2 separate regions of the Danio rerio genome follow, and region 2 is linked to region 1. A link is a contact called in public Hi-C data. All regions are on one chromosome and are shown on one strand. The core of a region is the stretch at or near the end of the contact, and the rest is flanking DNA. Distances in the headings are between cores, read along the strand shown.

Evidence for each region. Hi-C and Micro-C count contacts between places; a contact is called where the count stands out from the background.
Region 2: a contact with region 1 is called in a Hi-C map of hematopoietic stem cells, with 5 times the contacts expected there. The contact joins the promoter of si:dkey-14d8.22 here to the promoter of coa6 in region 1. A contact is called at or near these places in 2 of 18 Hi-C or Micro-C datasets (embryo and hematopoietic stem cells).

The regions. Positions count from the first base shown.
Region 1 is chr4:5,196,471-5,203,554 of GRCz12tu, reverse strand. It overlaps coa6 (cytochrome c oxidase assembly factor 6), which reads left to right and starts at 4,639. Exons shown (of 3, transcript NM_001327831.1): 1 at 4,639-4,822; 2 at 4,978-5,142; 3 at 6,989-7,084. The coding sequence starts at 4,999. The coding sequence ends at 7,084. ptprz1b (protein tyrosine phosphatase receptor type Z1b) reads right to left here and starts at 5,265. Exons shown (of 31, transcript XM_073946917.1): 1 at 5,202-5,265; 2 at 4,972-5,093.
Region 2 is chr4:5,877,205-5,884,288 of GRCz12tu, reverse strand. si:dkey-14d8.22 (a long non-coding RNA gene) reads left to right here and starts at 3,804. Exons shown (of 4, transcript NR_186854.1): 1 at 3,804-4,186; 2 at 5,710-5,808; 3 at 5,987-7,084. The region is part of intron 2 of si:dkey-14d8.21; the gene reads right to left.

The DNA.
Region 1 (7,084 bases), core at 3,390-5,889:
AATAGGTGCTGAAACTCAGAAGCATGACTGCAACTTATGCCGCATCTCAGTTCCTTAGCAACAGACAGGGAATAAATCCAACAGCCCAAAGCTGACCCGTAATCGCACACCACAGACAATCAAAAACACAGATCCTGATGAAAGAATCTGCACTTCAAAGTGAACAAATGCAGAGCACAGAAGTCACAAACACACAACTATCCTTGTAAACACTTCACATACCCTCTTAATCTTTTAAATGGGTCCTATTATGCATTTATGTCCTGTACTGTAATGCATAATGCTGCTGTTTAAGCTTGGGAAAGATCTGCAAATTTACCAATTTCTTTATAAGCAAGCAAAGTAAAGTAAACCTGTGAATGTTTTAAATTGAGGACAAACACATCATAATATACTGAATTTGAATCATTTCTGCCCAATGAGATGGGGCCTGGTTGGGTAACATTATTATTGGGTTGTCTTCCCATGTCCGATTTAGCCGATTCACACGTGGCTTCAGCGTCAACGCTTGACAAAGGGTGTGTCTGAAATTGGGGATGACACAATCATCATAGCAGCGTCAGCCAATGAAATTACTCCACAATCGGCTACTGTCTGAGCTAGGGTATTTGTATAAAGTGATCTCATTGGCTGACTACTCCATTGGCGCTTGACAAGTTGAGAAATTCCCAGGCTGTTTCTCAATTCTAAGTACACAAAGTTCAGACTTGGAAGAACGAACTCCCGAGGATGTGAGGCAACAAGTCGGGTACTTCTTTAAATGGAACAGCAGTGTAAAGCACGGCCTTATCATTAATGTTATATTAATATTATAAATCAATATGTCTGATTTAAGAAAATGTAAACAAAAATCACTATTAACGTGAAGTATAATGCGTTATTATACACAGGCTCTTGTCTTTGATTAGCAAATTTAATAAACTACAATGGACATTATACAAGTATAAAGTACAAGACGTACACAAAAAGAAATAACAATACTGTTAAGCAATTTGGTAAACAGAGACAAACAGCGTGCAACACAAGGGGTTGTAGGTGTATGCACAGAATGTATTAATTATCATGTTTTATTTACAATGGAAAGATGAGATCCAGTGGTACATCTGAGATGGACTGGCCGATTAAAGCTGCTCTTGGTAGGGGAGGTGTTCCAGAGCTCCCGCTGACAGTCTGGGGCTCAGAGTCCGCATAATTCAATTCAATTCATCTTTACTTCTCTGGCACTTTTATATTGTGGATTGTGTCAAAGCAGCTTCACATAAAAGACTAAAGTAAATTGAAACGGTGTCAGTCCAGTTTTCAGAGTTGAAGTTCAGTTCAGTGTGGTTGAATTTCCACAGCTGAAAGTCCAAACACTGAAGAGCAAATCCATCGATGCGCAGCTCCACAAGTCCCAAACCAAGCAAGCCAGCGGTGACAGTGGCAAGGAACAAACTTCACCAATTTGCAAAAGTGAAGGAAAACAAACCTTGAGAAAAACCAGGTTCAGTTGGGCACGACCATTTCTACTATGGCCAAACTGGAGGCTGGAGAACTAGACATCCATCGTGGAGAAGCTGCATAAGCACATCAACAAACATGCACTATTTACCTTTGTGAATAAACTGCCGATTCAAGTTTAAAACAACTACATTTTCACCTGAAAATCTCTTAAAACTTTATTTAGTGACACAGCAAAGAAGTATCTTTAAATCTTTAGGTTTTCTCCTCCGCCATTGGCTTTCGCTGGACAAGATGCAATGCATTCTGTGATACTACTACACAAGTTTGCACAAGTCACCTCTTAATGCATCCTTGACAAAAGGGGCAGAGTAAGTACACATTCGGGAATTTCATCTGTACTTGGCAAGATGTGAACTTTGAACTGGAACAGTACTTCAGCAATGGTTGATGACGTTTCACAAAGAATCAAGACTGCAAGTACAGGCAAGAACGCAAATTGAGAAACAGCCCCGACTCCGGCAGCAAGCAACACTGATGAAGTGGCGTCGACGGATCCACAATTCAGTTCGGCAATGTTTGATGTTGCCCATTCAAAGGGAATTGGAAGCGTTGACACTGACGCCCCGTGTGAATGACATTATTTTACAGATCTAATTTACTGGTACACATCCAGAATATAATCAACTATCCTAAAACTTGTTTGTTTTGACATAACCTTGACGTGAGAAAGAGATTCAAGTTTAACACTTTTATTTAATTGACAAGACATTAAAACCCATGCAGATCTTTTGTTTGTTGCTGCCAAAGTAACCAAGGCACAAACTGTTAAAATCTCCACCCTCTCCTAGAAAGGGGGTGGGGAACAGCAGCTCATTTGCATTTAAAGAAACACACAAAAATAATTGTGTTATTGCATCCATTTCCTATTTATATAACAGTATTATGAATAATCTGTGTGCTATTTTGAACTGAACACGTTATGGGGACACCTGAGACTTATATTACGTCTTGTGCACACACAAAAAAGGACCCCTTGAAATGGTTCAGGGTTTATCGGAAAGTGCAAATGTTTGTTCTCTTCTTTCTCTTTAATATTCAGCACCGAACAATGGCCACTCTCTGTCTCGACAAAAGAGCTCACTTTCAATAGCATTCCCACACACAATTAATTCCTGTTTGTTAATGGCCACGATGAGTCACTGGGATCAGGAGCACGAGGAAACATTGAATAGAGCAGCAAAAAAAGCACTTTCTTTCCTGAGTATTGACTGATATGATGGATGAAATGAAAGACATAAAAACTGAACAGCGTGAGAAATCAGTGGTAAATATCTCTGAAATATCTTGTTTGCCATTAGATTGTGGCTCAAACCCTTGAGGTACTGCTGAAAATTGTACTCTGGCATCAATAGACACTTGAGTAACTCTATGAGCCAGTAATGAGGACCAGTGTTACAGACATCAATGGCCAGTTCTGTGGGGGGGAAAACAGGAATGCTGATGACATTCACTGAGTCTGATAAGAAAAGGCTATTTTAAATGGTCAGACATAGCGTTTTGTTTTGACACCACTCTCACATTTGTATATAAAGGTAAGTTATATCATATATAAACAAAGATTATAGGAAATCTATTTATTTTGTGTAAAATAAAGTACATAAAAATAAGAAGATATATTAATAATAATAATAATAATATTAAATACATATATCCTCTATAACATATATATTCCACATTCATATTTATATTACAACTTTTCCAAAAGTAACATGTAAAGTCTGAAATAAATTATGGTAATATTAAAATAAAAAACATTATGCAAATGTACAAACTCAAAAGTCTCGATAATATTTCACAACAAAAATGTAACAAAATATTGCAATAAAACAACTGAAATAAAATAAAATGTTATTATTTAAATTCAAATAAATAAAATAAAAGTCTAATTTAATTTATTATTATTAATAATAATAATAATAATAATAATAATAATAATAATAATAATAAACATAAACAATAGGGGTCAACAAAATAATAATAATAATAATATTTATAATAATAATAATAATTATTATTATTATTATTATTATTATTTTGTTGACCCTATTGTTTATGTTCATTATTATTATTATTATTATTATTATTATTATTATTATTATTATTATGTTGACCTTATTGTTTGTTTATTGTTATTATTATTATTATTATTGTTGTTGTTATTGACCCCTATTATGTTTATTTTTATATTATTATTATTATTGTTGTTGTTGTTGTTGACCCCTATTATGATTATGTGTATTATTATTTTTATTATATACCTCTATTATGTTTAAGTTTAATATTATTATTGTTGTTGACCCCTGTTATGTTTCTATTTAATATTATTATTATTGTTGCTGTTGTTGACCCCTATTTTGTTTGTTTTCTTATACCTTTTAGTAAATATAAATGACTAATAATGACAAATAAAAATATATTTGTACTTCCACCACTGTATTAATAAATAATGCAGGTTTGCTTATTGATGATATGTATACGTACAAATATTAATTAAAAAAATAAATACATTTTATATTTTACAAACTAGGGTCTGCATGCCAAAGTTGGCCCTTTGTGTCCTTTGATTTGTCAAGTCAGAGGGAAAATGATAGGTAAGGGTTGAAAAAAGCCTTTTCCAGACATTCTCCTTTCTATTTTAATGTAACCCTTGTTTGCTTTATTACTGAGCTGCAAAACAAAGCGAACTAAATTAAATGATGTAAATAAATGAAGATTTAAAAAAAAAATGTACATACTGTCACTTAAGGAATAGGGGAAAAAGCAGAAGACATCAGCGTGCAAAACAAGACAAAGTTAGGTACAGCATGCATGATTAGTGTATTCAGCATCGAACTCCATTGTTTTATAAATTGATTTGATTTTTAAAAATTGTTTTATTGTAATATGTCCATTCGTTTAAGTTCATAAATTTCAATGCATTAGTACAAATGGTTGAAGCATTTTTTTTAATATTATGAAATAAATTAGGAAATTAGCCATGGCAACTTTAATGTATTACAGTATATTTACTTTCGGCCCACAGCTTTCAATCAAGCTTGGATTTTGGTCGTTTATAAGCAAAGTTTGGGCACCCCTGATTTAGACATTAGTATTACATACTCCACTAGAACTAAATATTACAATAGCGTCATCTAGCGGTCACTGACAGAACTAACCTTTACGCAATTGCTTGGGTCATCAGCAGGCGACGTGTAGTTGCATTTCTTCCTACATGCTTAGGGCGTCCTTGGGATTCTGTGTACTTCAGCATGACTAATTAATATTAGTATATGAGTTTAATATATTTACAGAAGTTCCATGAGGTGATTAATCGTACCTGGTAAGCGTTTACAGTATTATTATTTCACTAGAGGCCAGAATGTTGTTATTCTATAGAAATATAATTACGCTACAGTGGGTCAGCTGATAATAGATCCTCATATTCATGTTACTGGGATGTAGTTTGGACAGTGAGTGTTATGTATATACCTGCAGATAGAGTGAGGAGAGACAGAGATGAGCGCTCCTAACGCCAGTCAGCGCAAAGCCTGCTGGGACGCAAGAGATGAGCTCTGGAAGTGTCTGGACGTCAACAAAGATCTCACTTCAGCCTGCGAGAAACACCAGCGAGAGTTTGAAGCCAACTGTCCTGCCCAGTGGGTCAGTCCATAACACCATATTCAATAATTCTGAGGCCAGAAACATAAACGTGACGACACCTGTTTGCTGTATGAACTTAATTGCAGCAGCTGTCATGGAAAGGTTGCTAGAAGGGATACAGCTGCGTCCGGAAGTTAACAAGAATATTTGTATCTATTGTATTTTATTAACGTCTGCCCCTATCCTAACCATCATGGTAATGTAAAAACAGTAATTATACCGAGTATTAATCATCTTATTAATTAAATTACCTATTAAAGTGTGTTTTATTAACTTCTACCCTAAAACCAACCTTTACGGTAATGTAAAAATATTAATTATACCTAGTATTATTCAGATTATATTTTAAATGCACCATTAAATAGTTTTATTACCGTCTACTAACCCTAACAGTAATGTAAAAATATTAATTAGTGTTGTACAGTGTCACAAACTATATTGATGGGAGTATCCGCTGCCGTATACCTTCTAGACTTTACCGTCATTGCCTGACAACGTCGTTCCAATGCTGTGTAAACATAATTCGGAATTGTTCTAAGGCAACGTTCCATTTTAGAATTCTTTGAACATCACCTATACGTCTTATATGGATGTTCTAAACGTTCTAAAACATGTTACATTTTAAAAACATCAAAGAAACATTGTTACAAAAACGACTAGACAGGTTCTGGGACTAAAGTACTGCAACATTAACTAATAAACTGTTAAAGACAGACCTGTCATGAGGTGTAAGGTTGTAAATATGCCAGATTGTTTGCAAGCAAATAAAAAAACAACAACAAAAAAAAAACAATTGCGTTTAGTAATGAAATTCATGCAGAAATACCACATGCAGTGTGTAGAAAAATCACCCAATCAGAGAGTTCCTGCAAACAAAGAGCGCCAAAACATGCATTTAGCCTCGCCCTCCCCTTTAAAGCACAGCGATAAGGCCGTAAATTATAGGTAAATTTTGTGATAAATTTGAAGCGCATTGTTTCAATAGATGCAATATTAAAAATTTATTTTGTTTACTTACTTAGTTGAGATATTCACAATGCTGCATGTTGTAGCTTTTGAACTATCACATGCATTATTACACGTTAAGTACTTTATGATGTTTACTTCATATCAAAATTTGTAATGTAATCATTCTCTGTGTAGTTTATTGACTTAGTAAAGCTTTAATGAAAACTTTTAATGACATTTTGAGGAATAAAGGGGAAAACTATTTTAGAAAAAAGCACTAATTAAAAAGTGAAAACTGTAGTAAAGAATAATTTGCATTGCATTGCAACAAAAACACGCAGTATTGATAAGTAAACTAATATTGCACTCTTAACTGAGCTAAAAAATACACACATACACACACACATATATATATATATATATATACATACACACACACACACATACACATATATATATTTATATATGTATAAATATATATATATATATATATATATATATATATATATATATATATATATATATATATATATATATATATATATATATATATTCCCAGAGATGATTTGCAGCTGGAAGAGCATCCACTGCATAAACCACTTTGGAGACACCAGATTAATAAAGGGACTAAGCCGAAAAGAGAATGAATGATTTATATATATATATATATATATATATATATATATATATATATATATATATATATATATATATATATATATATATATTAATAAAAATTAGTAAAAATATAATTTATTCTTGGTTAATTGAAGGAATATTTTATACTTAAGAATAGTTTTTAAAATATGTAGTCTTTTAAAGCGTTTGATTTACAGTAGCAGTGCATGTTTAGTACAATCAAGTACACATCTTTTTCACACTATTGTTTTCTTGACAGGTGAAATATTTCTCTAAACGGAGGGACTTCTTAAAGTACAAGGAGAAAATCGAAAAGGAGGGCTATGAACCAACTGAAGGAGCATCAAAATTATAA
Region 2 (7,084 bases), core at 2,555-5,054, 680 kb before region 1:
TCCCACCTGTAGCTTACTTGAACAGACCTAGGTAGGCTGCCCGCGGACACCCCTGTAAAGGGTCACCATTTCCAGCAGGAACGATTTTGAAGTACATAAAGGGGAGCAGATGGGTCAGGAATCCTTGCCCAGCATTTTTACCCCATCAGATTTCACCAAACAACTTCTATGGCCTAAAGAAGCACTGTCCATAGAGAGCCAAACTGGGCCCAGTCAAATTAGTTACAAGTGGGATGTTTTACTTAATTCTTTCACCCAAGTGGTCAAACCTCAACAGATCCCCAAACAAACCATTGGAGGTGGGTCCCCACCTCCCCGACTTGCCCCCTGCTGGTAAAACCTCAAAATCCCACTGTCCAGCAACCACCTATTGTTATGAATGGAACAGATTGCAGGTAGGATGTCCAGATCTCAGCTTCTACATGAGCTAGCAAGCTGAAACCTGGCTTCCTGTTCTAGTCTGGGCATGCCCTGTCCATGCTGTGAATTTGAAGAAGATTGGAGAAAGTCGAAAATTTGACCCAAAAAATCTATAAGGGGTACCCCTTGGAGTTTTTTTGGGTCAAATTTTCAAGTTTTTCCAATCTTCTTCAAATTCACACCCTAGACAGGGCGTGTCCAGACTAGCACAGAAACGCAGGTTTGGGCTCTCTACTGTGTCCAGAAGCTGAGATCTGGACATCCTACTTACAATCTATCCCAATGTATGAAATAGGCTGTTCGTGGACAGGAATTTCAACGATTCGACACCTGGAGATGGCCCAGGGAGGCTTGCATATCCACCCCAATAGGTGTTTTGGCACTTTTTTGAGGTTTTCCAACTGTAGCAGATGGATCAGGAAAAAACATCCCACCTGTAGCTTATTTGAACAGGCCTAGGTAGGCTGTCTGTAGACACTCCTGTAAAGGGTCACCATTCACAGCAGGAACAGTTTCGGGGTTCGTTAGAAGGAGTAAAGGGGTCAGGAGGCCCCACCCAGCAGTTTTTTTTTCCACGTCAGAGCTCACCAAAAGGCTTCTGTGGCCTAAAAAAGCACTGTCCACAGACAGCATACCTGGGCCCATTCAAATAAGTTACACGTGGGATGTTTTACATGATCCACCCACCCAAGTGGTCAAACCTCAACAGATCCCCAAAAAAACCTTTGAAGGTGGATCCCCAGCTCCCCCTAACTTGCCCCCTGCTGGTAAAACCCCAAAATTCTACTGTCCAGCAACCACCTATTGTTATGAATGGAACAGATTGCAGGTGGGATGTCCAGATCTCAGCTTCTACATGAGCTAGCAAGCTGAAACCTGGCTTCCTGTTCTAGTCTGGGCATGCCCTGTCTATGCTGTGAATTTAAAGAAGATTGGTGAAAGTCGAAAATTTGACCCAAAAAATCTATAAGGGGTACCCCCTTGGAGTTTTTTTGGGTCAAATTTTCAAGTTTTTCCAATCTTCTTCAAATTCACACCCTAGACAGGGCGTGTCCAGACTAGCACAGAAACGCAGGTTTGGGCTCTCTACTGTGTCCAGAAGCTGAGATCTGGACATCCTACTTACAATCTATCCCAATGTATGAAATAGGCTGTTCGTGGACAGTGGAATTTCAACGTTTCGACACCTGGAAATGGCCCAGAGGGCTTGCATATCCACCCCAATAGGTTTTTTGGCACTTTTATGAGGTTTTCCTGCTCTAGCAGATGGATAAAGAAAAAACATCCCACCTGTAGCTTAGTTGAACAGGCCTAGGTAGGCTGTCCCTGGACACTCCTGTAAAGGGTCACCATTCCCAGCAGGAATGATTTTGGAGTACATAAAGGGGAGCAGATGGGTCAGGAATCCTTGCCCTGCATTTTTACCACATCAGATCTCACCAAACAACTTCTGTGGCCTAAAGAAGCACTGTCCATAGAGAGCCAAACTGGGCCCAATCAAATCAGTTACAAGTCAGATGTTTTAATTAATTCTTTCACCCAAGTGGTCAAACCTCAACAGATCTCCAAACAAACCATTGGAGGTGGGTCCCCACCTCCCCCTGTGTTTCCCCCTGGTGTTAACACCTCGAAACTCCACTGTCCAGCAACCACCTATTGTTATGAATGGAACAGATTGCAGGTGGGATGTCCAGATCTCAGCTTCTACATGAGCTAGCAAGCTGAAACCTGGCTTCCTGTTCTAGTCTGGGCATGCCCTGTCCATGCTGTGAATTTGAAGAAGATTGGAGAAAGTCGAAAATTTGACCCAAAAAATCTATAAGGGGTACCCCTTGGAGTTTTTTTGGGTCAAATTTTCAAGTTTTTCCAATCTTCTTCAAATTCACACCCTAGATAGGGCGTGTCCAGACTAGCACAGAAACGCAGGTTTGGGCTCTCTACTGTGCCCAGAAGCTGAGATCTGGACATCCTACTTACAATCTATCCCAATGTATAAAATAGGCTGTTCGTGGACGGTGGAATTTCAACGATTCGACACCTGGAGATGGCCCAGGGGGGCTTGCATATCCACTTAAATAGGTTTTTTGAGGTTTTCCAGCTCTAGCAGATAGATAAAAAAAAACATCCCACCTGTAGCTTATTTGAACAGGCCTAGGTAGGTTGTCTGTAGAGACCCCTGTAAAAGGTCATCATTCACAGCAGGAACGATTTTGGGGTTCATTAGGGGGAGCAGAGGGGTCAGGAGGCCCCATCCAGCAGTGTTTTCCATGTCAGGGCTCACCAAATGGCTTCTCTGGCCTAAAAAAGCACTGTCCACAGAGAGCCTAACTGGGCCCAGTCAAATAAGTTACAAAGGGGATGTTTTACTTAATTCTTTCACCCAAGTGGTCAAACCTCAACAGATCCTCAAACAAACCATTGGAGGTGGGTCCCCACCTCCCCGACTTGCCCCCTGCTGTTAAAACCTCAAAATCCCACTGTCCAGCAACCACCTATTGTTATGAATGGAACAGATTGCAGGTGGGATGTCCAGATCTCAGCTTCTACATGAGCTAGCAAGCTGAAACCTGGCTTCCTGTTCTAGTCTGGGCATGCCCTGTCTATGCTGTGAATTTGAAGAAGATTGGTGAAAGTCGAAAATTTGACCCAAAAAATCTATAAGGGGTACCCCTTGGAGTTTTTTTGGGTCAAATTTTCAAGTTTTTCCAATCTTCTTCAAATTCACACCCTAGACAGGGCGTGTCCAGACTAGCACAGAAACGCAGGTTTGGGCTCTCTACTGTGTCCAGAAGCTGAGATCTGGACATCCTACTAACAATCTATCCCAATGTATGAAATAGGCTGTTCGTGGACAGAGGAATTTCTTTTTGTGGACAAAATGGTGGTCAGGGGGACCACTAGGCACTCGGGGGGGTTGATTTGTCAAATACAGAATAATTTAAAGCTCGAGTTTTACCATTGTATGCAAGTGGTGCGTCAGTGAAATACACACAATTCAACACAATTGTTTAGTTACCTTAACTCATATTTTTATATAAGAAAACCATACGATTAATAAAATGAATGCAATTGATACATCATAAACTATTTTTGCTCAAATTTTACATGTTATAATATAGAAATATATTACATTTGTTATGCTATTGTTACTAGTTTGCTAATTATTTTGCAGATATTAAAACAAAAGACTCAATTAGGACTTCCCCAGTTGAATTTTTAAAGTCTATTAAAAGCTATTTAGATGCTTGTGTTAAGATGCAATTAAATCAAACAATGACTATAATAATATATACATACATATATACATATCAAACATTATTCTCTGCATGGTGTCATTATCTCAGGAGATTTCTTTGTTGTTGGAAAGAAAGATCAAGAAAGTGAAAGAGTGAGCTGATTTGCGCCATATATTTAGACATTTAATTTATTAAATGGTGTCAGATATTATATGAAACATGATATGAAGGAACTTATATAAAAGTGCAGTTTATGACTTCATTAGTATCCAAATAATTAATCCACACAAGCAAAAGTGCAGCTTGTCCTCCGCTCCACAAGGCGGCGAGAGCGGGTTTCACCTTTAATCTGACACCTCTCAATGACGGAGGACATGACGTATGATGAAAACAACAACACATGCAGATCCTGCAGAATAAGTACAATAATGACACTTAAACAGCTCATTTTCCTGCTCATCTGCACATTAATCTTACAGGCAGACCGGTAAAATGGAGGAATCCAGCATGTCAACGCGATTCACCTCTGAGTAAGTGAATTTATCCTGTCAACAGTGATCTAGAGATATTACCTGCCACTTTTACTGTGGTATTTACATCAGAATGAGCCACACGCTCATATTAGAGCATCAATATTAGTCTGTGTTGATATTGCAGTGCTGTAGCAGCTCAGTAGACTCATGTTTGCTGGAGTTTGTTGTCTCTGTAAATCTCTTGTTGTGATGTTTTGTAGGTCTGACAGATTAAGAGTTTTCAGTCTGGGTTTAGTGGACAGAAATTGACTTTAATGAAGGAAATCTGCACATGTTATCAACACACACACAGCAGACAAGCATCAAACACACTTACTGAAGGAGGGAAATAGTGTTTTTGTTTCTGTTCAGTGTTTATATGTCAGTTCTGTGGCCTGTAAGAGTCATTTAATTAAAGCATCATCAGAAGTAAACAGAGAACAACAGTAGATGAATAACTGTGACTGATGGAGCATTACTGAAATATACCATCTCTCTGTCTGATGTTGCATGTTTTATATGAGATATTAACAGAGGTATTTCTGAATTATCATTGACTTCAAGACATGTAGTGAGTCTAGTAATGTCTGAATGTCTCTACAGAATAACTGATGTGTTGTGGAGTGTAAAGGTGTATGACAGGCGGTGGATCATATTGATGATGACTGATGCACAGGTGATGTAGATCATGTGTGTTTATATCTGTGCTAAACATATCAGTTACCATCACTGAGCATTTTATACAGCTCTTTTTTTTTATTCAGTGTGTCAGATATAGTAAAACCTTTGTTAGTCAAGGTACTGGAAACCCCAGGGGGAGACCCTAATTCACACAAATGCTGAATGAGAGCAAAATATTTCAATTAGTTACTAGATATTTGTGTAATGGTGTAATAATTAAGCAAAATTCCCACATCAGGACGAAACTATTGGCTAATTTCATTAGTATGTAGAATGGCAGCAGTGCAGTTTACATAAATCACCACAAGAGAGCGCCACGTGTTTAAGCTAATTATATTTGATGCAGAGCAATTCACAAAAAACTCCACTGGAGGGCGACACATTTATATTATATACAGTTATATTATATTATATTATATTATATTATATTATATTATATTATATCATATTATATTTTATTATATTATATTATATTATATTTTATTATATTATATTATATTTTATTATATTATATTATATTATATTATATTTTATTATATTATATTTTATTATATTATATTATATTATATTATATTATATTTTATTATATTATATTTTATTATATTATATTATATTATATTATATTTTATTATATTATATTATATTTTATTATATTATATTATATTATATTGACTTCTGGGTAATTCAAAAATGTGAAAGTACAATGATAAAAAGTGAAGTGCAAAATTTAAACTAAAGTGATTAATTACTAAAGTATAATACAATCAGCACTATTATATAAATATGAAATAATTGTACTTTTTTTATAACGTTAGATCAGTGTGTGTAATAATGTGTGTATTTGTGTGTCGACTCTACAGGATCAGTGAAGTGTTGTGGACTGTAAGACTGTTGAACAGAAGCAGAGACGTGTGGACAGACACTGACTGTACTGATGATGATCATCTGCTGCAGCACAGGTGATGTAGATCATGTGTGTGATTGTGTGTGTGTGTGTGTTTGACTGTTCCACATGTCGGTTACCATCATTTGCTTTGTGGAGGGTCACTCCTCTAGAAAGTAAATGATGGTAACCGAAGCGGGTGTGGAAGGGTCAGAGGTGTATTTTTTTTTTACAGTTGATTTTATTTCTTTCAGGCTGTAAAGTATAACCCCTGCTGGACACGGCTCCGGAAGCTCCAGGGGGAGACCGAACTGGTATCCCCCCTTCTTCAGGCGCGCCTCACACTCACTCACCATTCACACATATCGCAGAGTTCTGGCTGGGACCGATACCAGCAACCCCTGAAGCTGTGGGGCAGCGCTCTTACCACAGATGATATTATCTGGATGCACACTTAGATTTGCAAGCTGAGACTGCATATGTCAGACTTGCAGTGTCAGACACAATCCACCTAATTGAGCTAGTGATGTCACTGTGAGGGGTGTGGTTAGGGGTGGGGTTAAGTGTGAGCATTAAAATAATTTCATGCCATCTGCATCCTCCTCTCGCCTCTCCTGACTGAACAGCTGCTGGAACTGATGTTTGACTGCTGACCTGTGAATTCACAATAAAGAATTGAATAAAAATAAACTTGTGTTGACTCAATCTTCTGAAGTGAGGTTTGAACCCAGATCAACTGTGATGGATGAGATCTGATATGATGAGCTCTTACCACTGAGCCACAGATCTCTTGTCTGAACACCTGCAGGAGTTCATGTTTGACTCTTTACCTGTAGATGAGCTGCGATTTCATTATAAATATGTTAAAGATCCCTCATGCTCTGAGGAGGGGTTTGATCTCAGGTCCTCTGTGAGGGTTCAGAGCTTATGCCATGTGCTCTGACCACTGGACCATCACCAGCCACACTAATGCAGGAGCTTCTGGTTAACACGAGCACATTTTTAGATGTCAAATAGAAAAAAAAATTAATTAAGCATGAAAACACAATTAAATAAGATTTAAACATCAGTATATAGAAATAAACACAGAAATGTCCAAATATAAATGATTACAATCAGAATCTAACAGTTTTTCACTATCTGATGACATTAACTAGAGGATCTGGATAAACTGAGGGTCTGCATTAGCTACAGTACAGTACAGCACATGACAAAAACAATCATTAGCAGAGAAACAGATTAATCAAAGCCTCCATCACATCCTTTATGAGTCGTGATAACCCAAACATCAATAATCAGCCAGAAATTTCACTTCTCTGCAGCCTAAACAGCTCGGTCAGTGACAGAATTAA